Linked DNA regions of Mus musculus: region 1 is linked to region 2. The links are chromatin contacts, called in public Hi-C maps. All regions are on one chromosome and are shown on one strand. Each heading gives the region's core, a stretch centred on a gene start, on an enhancer-like site or on the middle of the called end of the contact. The rest is flanking DNA. Distances are from core to core; before and after follow the strand shown. Region 1 overlaps Rfx4 (regulatory factor X, 4 (influences HLA class II expression)). Region 2 holds the start of Hcfc2 (host cell factor C2).

Region 1 (3,609 bases), core at 80-2,579, 2.1 Mb after region 2:
ACCTGGATTTGCCCTGTCTGTCTTAGTTTCTGTCCAGCAAGTCAGAGCTAGTGGGCTGTCTGCCTTGGTTTCTCTGACGAGAACAGAGGAGGCGTGTAACCCAAGGTAACTGAACTGGCATGAGGTGAACACTCAGTCACTGCTACAGTTCATAGCCCCCACCCCCACGCTGACTCTCTGGCTTCATCTCTCCAGAAAGCTCCTGGGTTCTAAGAGACAGTGCCTTTCCAGTTTCCTATGCCCCATGAGGCCAAATGGGTCCAGCACTTTGCCATTGCTATTTTAGGGCATCTTTGGAGAACCCTGGCAGGCAGGGATTTAGGAACCTGGGACCCACCCTCACGACCTCATAGCTATGAGTGGTAGCACCGGTACTTGGTACTTGAACTCAGGTGTTCTGACTCTAAATCTCACAGTCCACCAAGACCGAGTCTGCCTTCTCTCCCACCCTGTCCTGCCTGTAACGCCCTCATGACGTCATGTCAGGCATCTTGGACCTTAAAGGGAACATGATGCTGGCTAACTTCTGATTCTTCAAAGGGCTTGCTCTCTCCCCTTCGTCTTTGCCTAAGTTCTTCATCTTCCAAGGCCTTTCTGACGGAGGCTCTCCCTGTCTGTGACTCCAGCAACTGGTGTTTCATTAGTCATCTCTGCCAACTGTTTTCCTAACTATTCATAGCTCTTGGGGACAAGATATTGAATGGAGCAAATAAGGCTGAGGAAACTAAATTCTAGAAAACAAATCTGTAGGTCTTGAGATCCTAGGCCCCAGGGCTCTAGAGGAAAGGCTTCTGTTAGAATTATAAGAAAGGCACATGGCAGTAATTGTAAAATGAATACATAGACAGCTCCATCTCAGGTCCCCAAGAACGTGTCCCCAAGCTTTCACGAGGCTTTGGCTTTTAAGATTCATTTTAATCAGTGCCCTACCTTCCACCCCTCAAGTTATGAATGCATTTGTCAAGCAGAATTCTAAGCTCCAGGTGCCTGGGCCATGGTGTCTCCTGGATGGGGCAACTTCCTATTTCTTCCACCACCTCCTAGGAAATCAGTCCTCTGTATGGTTCTGCTCAGTTTCATCCTATGAAATGGAGAAAAGTTGTGGAAATCAGGGTTTCTCAGTCTTTGAACCAAAGTGAAGAGGCATGAAGGGCTGCCTGTAAGTAAAGCTGGTTAAGGTCCTGAGGAGTAAGACTCATGGGCAGGCAGAGTCTCATCCTGCTTCGGGCGGCTGGGAGCCCAGCTTGTGGTACGGCCCAGGAGGCTGAGCTCGCAGTCATCCTCATATCCTTTGCGACATTTGCCACAAGCTTGACTTTCACTACAGGAAGTCATCACGTGTGAGTGGTGAGCTCCTTCTGCACTGGAAGAGTGCCAGTGTGGCCGCGCTGGTCACAGCTGGCCGCGCTTTGTGACTTCCACTTCAAGTTCCCATATCTATAAATAGAGCTATCAAGTCATGGCGAGAACACTGTTTTGAGGTTTAATTTAGACCAATATGTGACAATGCGTTCTTGGGGGATACTTGCCACATGGTAGGAACTTCTTATTGATGGAGTAGTGGAGAGCTGGCGGGAGAACATATTTGATATGGTTTATTTAGTGTGTGCAACATCTCTGGGGCCAGGCATAGCAGACAGCTGGGTTCAAGATGGAAAATGGGAGTTGGGAATGGTGGCACATTCCTGAAATCCAGCGTATAGGAGGCAGAAGAATTGAAATGTAGAGGTCAGCCTGGGCTACAGCCTGAGACCTTGTCCAAAACAAACAAGCAAAGAGATGGGGAGGAGGCTGGAGAGGTGAGCAGTTAAGAGCGCTAATTGCTCTTCCAGAAAACCTAGGTTTGGTTCCTGACACACGCATGGTGGTTCACAGCCATCAGTAACTCCACGTTCATGGGATCTGACCCCAGAGGGCAACAGACAATGTACATACATGAACACATGTGCAGGCAAAGAGGTCATTCATGTCAAATAAATCTATAGGCTCCTACCCTCAAGAGTTCAGGAGATAGCATCTCTCTAGTACAGCTTCTTACATCAAAAAGGTGTGTGTGGGGGGGGTGGAGGGGGGTGTGTACATGCATACACACACACACATACACACAAAAGCACAACATTTTGCTTATCCTAAGTTGAGAAAAAGTCTTTGATGTGCTGTGCTTTTCCTAGCCTTGAAGATGAGGAAGATTAGAGAATCCTACAGCTGTGTGGACAGGTGTGCAGCTGTGGGGCCAGGTCTGCAGCTGTGGGGCCAGGTCTACTTATAAGTCACACGTTCTTTGAAATCTCATGGCAGTAATGTAGCATGTATTGAGGTGAGACTGGGCGCCGTGTGCTTGGTTCTAGTGGAGGGTCAAAAGAAAGGCCCAAATAAACTCCACTCCTGAGGTGTTTGAGCTGCCAGCTGAAGAGCCCGCCACACGTGCCAAAGGCTGACAAAGAAACAGGCAAGAGTATTTAGCAAAAATTATAATGTGTAGGTAGAGTTTTATTGAAAGTTCTGACACAAATCAGGTTTTGCTTGAGGTCGCAGCGCTGACACTGTCTGGGAGCCGTGTGGGAGGCAGGAGAAGGAGGCTCAGCTCCCACGTGGAGAATTGAGGTTATGACCTTGGGCTGCTGATCCTGACCTCTACCAGCTGGGTGACTTTGACCAATCATCTACTCTCTATAAGTTTTAGCTTTCTTACCTCAAAATGTATTTCTGCTCCCCCCCCCCACCCCCACCTCCGTTCCCTTTTCTCTTGAGGTGGAGTATGGATATGTTTGCCAGAGGTTCTCCACCTTAATTTTTTGTTTTATTTTATTTTTGGTTTTTCAAGGTAGGGTTTCTCTATGTAACCCTGGCTATCCTGGAACTAACTCTGTAGACCAGGCTGCCATTGAATTCAGAGATCTGCCTGACCCTCACTACCAAGTGCTGGGATTACAGGTGTATGCCACCACATTGATATGGTGTCTCTCCTAAGCCTAGAGTTTGCCTATTTGGCAAGATTGGCTGGCCAGCGAGCCCCAGAGCTCTTCCTTTTTGTTCCCCAGCACTGGGATGATAATCTGTCACACTCAACTTCTTACGTGGATGTTAGGGATCTGAACGCAGGGCCTCATGCTTTCTCGGAACTGATTCTCCAGCCCTAACACATGCCCTTTAACAACTTCATAGAGTTCTTGTGATGAGCCATATGCCAATTTGAACACTGTGGAACCCATAATTGTTCAACATGGGTTAGCCTTTGTTCCTGAATTGCATACACTACAAAGGTAGATGAGTTATAGAGCCTCATTAAAATTCAGTATAGACGCCATTCTGATTGAGATGGCAAACCCTACACAGTCCCATCCCAACCTCAACTGCAAAGTTTCTGGAAGCATGGGTACTCTAAGTAGTCACACCACAGTCTGGGCCCTTCGAGTTGACTCTGTTTGACAGATGGCCCCAAGGACATTGACCGACAAGAAGATGTTTAGAAAATTGGATAGTAACAAAGCAGGAGAAATTTCTTCGAAAAGTTGATGAAACAACTGGGGGCCTTGAACCAGAGACATGGAGACATGATAATTGTGTTCCCATCTCTGCCCGGTGTCAGAGACTGGACTCATTTGGGTG
Region 2 (3,917 bases), core at 96-2,595:
CAGACTTTCTCTCCAACTGTGAGACAATTCTAATGTGTTTATTCTTTTTTAAGATTTTCTTTGATGAGTACAGGTGCGTTGCCAGCAGGTATGTCTATGAACTACAGACCCACCTGGTACCTGTGGTGGCCAGAAGAGGGTGTAGATCCCCCAGAACAGAGGGTTCCAGACCATTGTAAGCAGCTATGTAGGTGCTGGAAATCAAACCCAGTTTTGTTTTTGTTTTTGTTTTTGTTTTTGTTTTTTTGATACAGGGTCTCTCCATTTAGCCCTGGCTGTTTATTCACCATGTAGGCCAGGCTGGCCTCAAACTCTTACTCCTGAGTGCCATTCAACTCTTTCAAGGCACAAGGCTTGTGGCACTTTGATATAGCAGGCCTACAAAATAGACTCTTTCCAAATTAACACTGAGTTTGCAACTTTTAAGGGTTTCCCCCTTAGTCTTTTTGTCTAAGAATATTAACAACACTATAAAAAGAAGCCTCCGCATGAAAATAATGACCTGCTGTGATGGTCGATATTGCTGATTTGATACTATCTAAACTTACTTAGGAGACAAGCCCGTGGGCAGGCCTATGAGGTTATCTAGATCAGATTAATTAAGGTGGGAATAGATGTAAGGTTGAAATAAATTAAGGTAGAAATAAACTGGGATGCCATCCTGGACTAAATAATAAGGCAGCCCGGTTCCAGCATCCGTGGCTCTCTGCAGATGAAATTCCACCAGCCACTTCCAGCCAAGCCTCTTCATTATGATGGGCTTCTCAGTGAGGGGAAACAAACCCTTCTGTCCTTCAAAGGTTTTTGTCAGGGGATTTTTTCACAGCAACAAGACAACTAATACACCTAAATGAACCGAAAATCACCTTTGGGGTTATCTTTTGCTGTGTAGGCTTGTCACCTCCAAATCTGAGCCGTGCTCAGGCCCTGCACTTAGCCACCGTGTCCACTGTCCTTGTCCTGCAGTCTGGGAGACCCTCCTTTGAGATGACAGATTTGCCTTAGGCGCTCCCTGTGCTCTCATCACTTGGGACCTACACGGCAGGCAGCTCTTCTCCAGTGCCTGTGATAACAGTTTCCAGGGCGTGACGCTCCTACACAGAAGATGCTCCAAGTGGACCTAAAGGACAAAGCTGTAACCTCCTCCCCGAACACCCCACTGAAAGCCACAGAGAGGAGGGTTGGCAGGGTTGGCGGGAGGGGCTCCATCTTGGCGGAGCCCCGAGGGCCACGTCGCCACGGGCTGGGGGGGCGGGGCCCGCGGGTCACGTGCCGGGCCTCCCGCGCACAGCTGGAGGCGGCGCTCGTCCTCCCCACGAGCCGTGGAGCCCGTGGCGCGCGGGGCATTGTGGGCCGAGGGGCGGGGGTTGGGAAGATGGCGGCTCCCAGCCTCCTCAACTGGAGGCGGGTTTCCTCCTTTACCGGACCGGTGCCTCGCGCCCGGCACGGACACCGAGCCGTGGCCATCCGGGAGCTGATGATCATCTTCGGCGGGGGCAACGAGGGCATCGCGGACGAGCTGCACGTCTACAATACCGGTAGGCGGCGGCTCGGCGACCCCGCCTCGGGACCGCGGAGGGGGAGGGGAGGAGCGGCGGACGCGGGCCTGACAGCTGTCACCGCCGGGTCGCCGCTACCCCAGCCGGGCAGGCGGCGGGGGAAGATCGGCTGGGTCGGCAGCCCGAGCTCGCAACGTGTTGGAAGGCGGCTCGGTGCTCGCGGTTCCGCGGGCTGGACGTGACTCCACCGGTAGACATCGAGACACCCCGGCCCATCCCTCCCCGTGGACCCGAGACGGCGGGTTCCACGGCTGGGCCTCCACCCTAGGGCCGGTCACTTAAGGGGTGGAGATCCCGCCAGTGTCAAGAACAAAACCCACCCCAAGGCGGGCCTCGGTGGTCTTTGCCTTCCCCCAGCCCCCTTCTTAGAACCTAGAGAGTTGAGGGGCGGGGAGGTTCTCCTGGCTGCCTCTTCAGCGTAGGTACAGTTAGTACCGGGCGGAAGCCCGCAAGACAGTTCTCTAAACTCGCGGCGGAGAGAGTTGTGGGTGAACGCGGACTGGTCTCTGATTAGCCGATGTCTGTAGTGTATGTGCTCTGCCCTTCCGGGCTGGTCCTCGCCAAGGGGCTGTCATAGCTAAGGCACCGCTGCACAGCTCGAAGTGTCACTTGTTAAGGGGGCAGGTCTTGACCTCCGTGCTGGTTGAAAGTATATTTTCTCCACTTACAAGTAGTCTAGCAATCATAGGAAACTAGTTAAGGCTAGATACTGAATTTGGTGTCGTTTTAGTTCACAACCTACAACTTTGATGAAACAACTTGATCACAGTAGTCCTCTAAAAGCTAAAAACGGTAGGAGAAATTTTGTTAGTTTTGACTCTCCTCAGTACTCCAACAGAAAAAGTTTTGAAGATGTTTGATTTGGTATAGTGTAAATACCCTGGGCTTAGAAGAAATTGGGTCTGTTTTGAATCTTGCTTTGGCAATTGTTCTAAATCAGCATTAAAGTTACCACGTCTTTCTAAATCACAGGTTTTCCACTTCTTTAATGGGGGGTGACACCAGGATTTTTTTTTAAGAGTACAATGATGCAGAACAGGTTTTCTTTTCCTTTTTCAATACAGGTTTCTCTGTGTAGCCCTGGCTGTCCTAAGACTAGCTCTGTAGTCCAGACGGGCCTCGAACTCACAGAGATCAATGAGCCCCTCGGCCTCCCAAGTGCTTTACTCGGACTAAAGGCATGTGCCACCAGTGCCTGCCCCAGATCTGGGTTTTCAACAGCAGCATTATTACATTTTGGGACTGGTGATTTTTGGCTGTGGCTACTACCTTGTATGTTGTAAGATGCGTGCTGGCATCCTCAGGCTCGAGCCATGGGTTGGTAGTTACACCTCCATCCCAGTTGTGACAACTATATATGATTTTAGACATTGTAAAATCAGTATTCTTGGGGGAGCAAAATAGTCCCCAATTGAGAACTGTTGGAATAAAGGATGGATATGCATGCATGAATGTATGTATGTATGTATTATTATGTAAGTATATATACACATATTCTTTGATTATATGTATAGATCCTTTGACTAATATATTTATCACTCATGGAGTGTGGTAACTTGTTATAATTTATTTTATTTTATTTTTCAACTAGTTACAAACCAGTGGTTCCTACCAGCTGTTAGAGGAGACATCCCTCCAGGCTGTGCAGCCCATGGATTTGTCTGTGATGGGACTAGAATCCTAGTGTTTGGGGGAATGGTTGAATATGGAAGATACAGCAATGAGTTATATGAGTTACAAGTAAGTATATCTTACATTTATTGTTTTCAGTGTGAAGAGCTAATGAAATTGTCATAGTTTTTAAAGGGATGACAAGTATTTTATTAGTACAGTGACAGAAACAGATGCTCTGCATTTTATAGCTTCAAAGAAAATGTTTCCACTTCTACTAACAAGTCAAAATATCTGCTGTCTTGTCATAGGTGTGGTATGACATTTATAGCATAAGGGTATCTAGCCTTCAGCAGCTCTTTGACACAGTTGTCCTTTAGTCTACAACACAAGCACCTCCCAACTGATGACAGCAGATTGCTGGAGTCTGCCCCTAGGTGTTTGAAATCAGTATTGTCTGTGGTGGAGCCTGGATGTTGGCGTTTCTACCACCGAGACTGTGCTTGCAGTGTCTCGGTATGAAAGGAATGGTTTCCTTTAACAGTAGGAACTATCCTCCTCTGTAGTCATGCAGAGAGAGGGGACAGTTTCACCTGGGCTTTCTAGGTTTGACTTGCTTGTTAAACCAGTCAGTCCTCATTGACTAATCTCGCTGTGTTCCAAGGACCATCCATGATCATGAGAGTATCTACCACTTGACATATGTGAATGGGTTGTACTTATTTCCAAGCAAGCAACCATTTCATA

Evidence for each region. Hi-C and Micro-C count contacts between places; a contact is called where the count stands out from the background.
Region 1: a contact with region 2 is called in a Hi-C map of B cells, with 6 read pairs. The contact joins the enhancer-like site here to the promoter of Hcfc2 in region 2. A contact is called at or near these places in 2 of 39 promoter capture datasets (liver and pre-B cells), 1 of 484 Hi-C or Micro-C datasets (B cells) and 1 of 9 other capture datasets (liver).

What each region holds. Positions count from the first base shown.
Region 1 is chr10:84,773,447-84,777,055 of GRCm38.p6, forward strand. All of the region lies in intron 1 of Rfx4 (regulatory factor X, 4 (influences HLA class II expression)), which reads left to right. Among named protein-coding and RNA genes, the nearest start is that of Rfx4, 19 kb to the left of the region's middle. Within about 2 kb of position 1,330, at least 93 of the 459 cell types and tissues checked have an H3K27ac peak or open chromatin away from gene starts, as enhancers often do. A contact at or near this core is called in B cells and pre-B cells, where this site is marked.
Region 2 is chr10:82,697,769-82,701,685 of GRCm38.p6, forward strand. Hcfc2 (host cell factor C2) reads left to right here and starts at 1,346. Exons shown (of 14, transcript NM_001368720.1): 1 at 1,346-1,538; 2 at 3,151-3,299. The coding sequence starts at 1,376.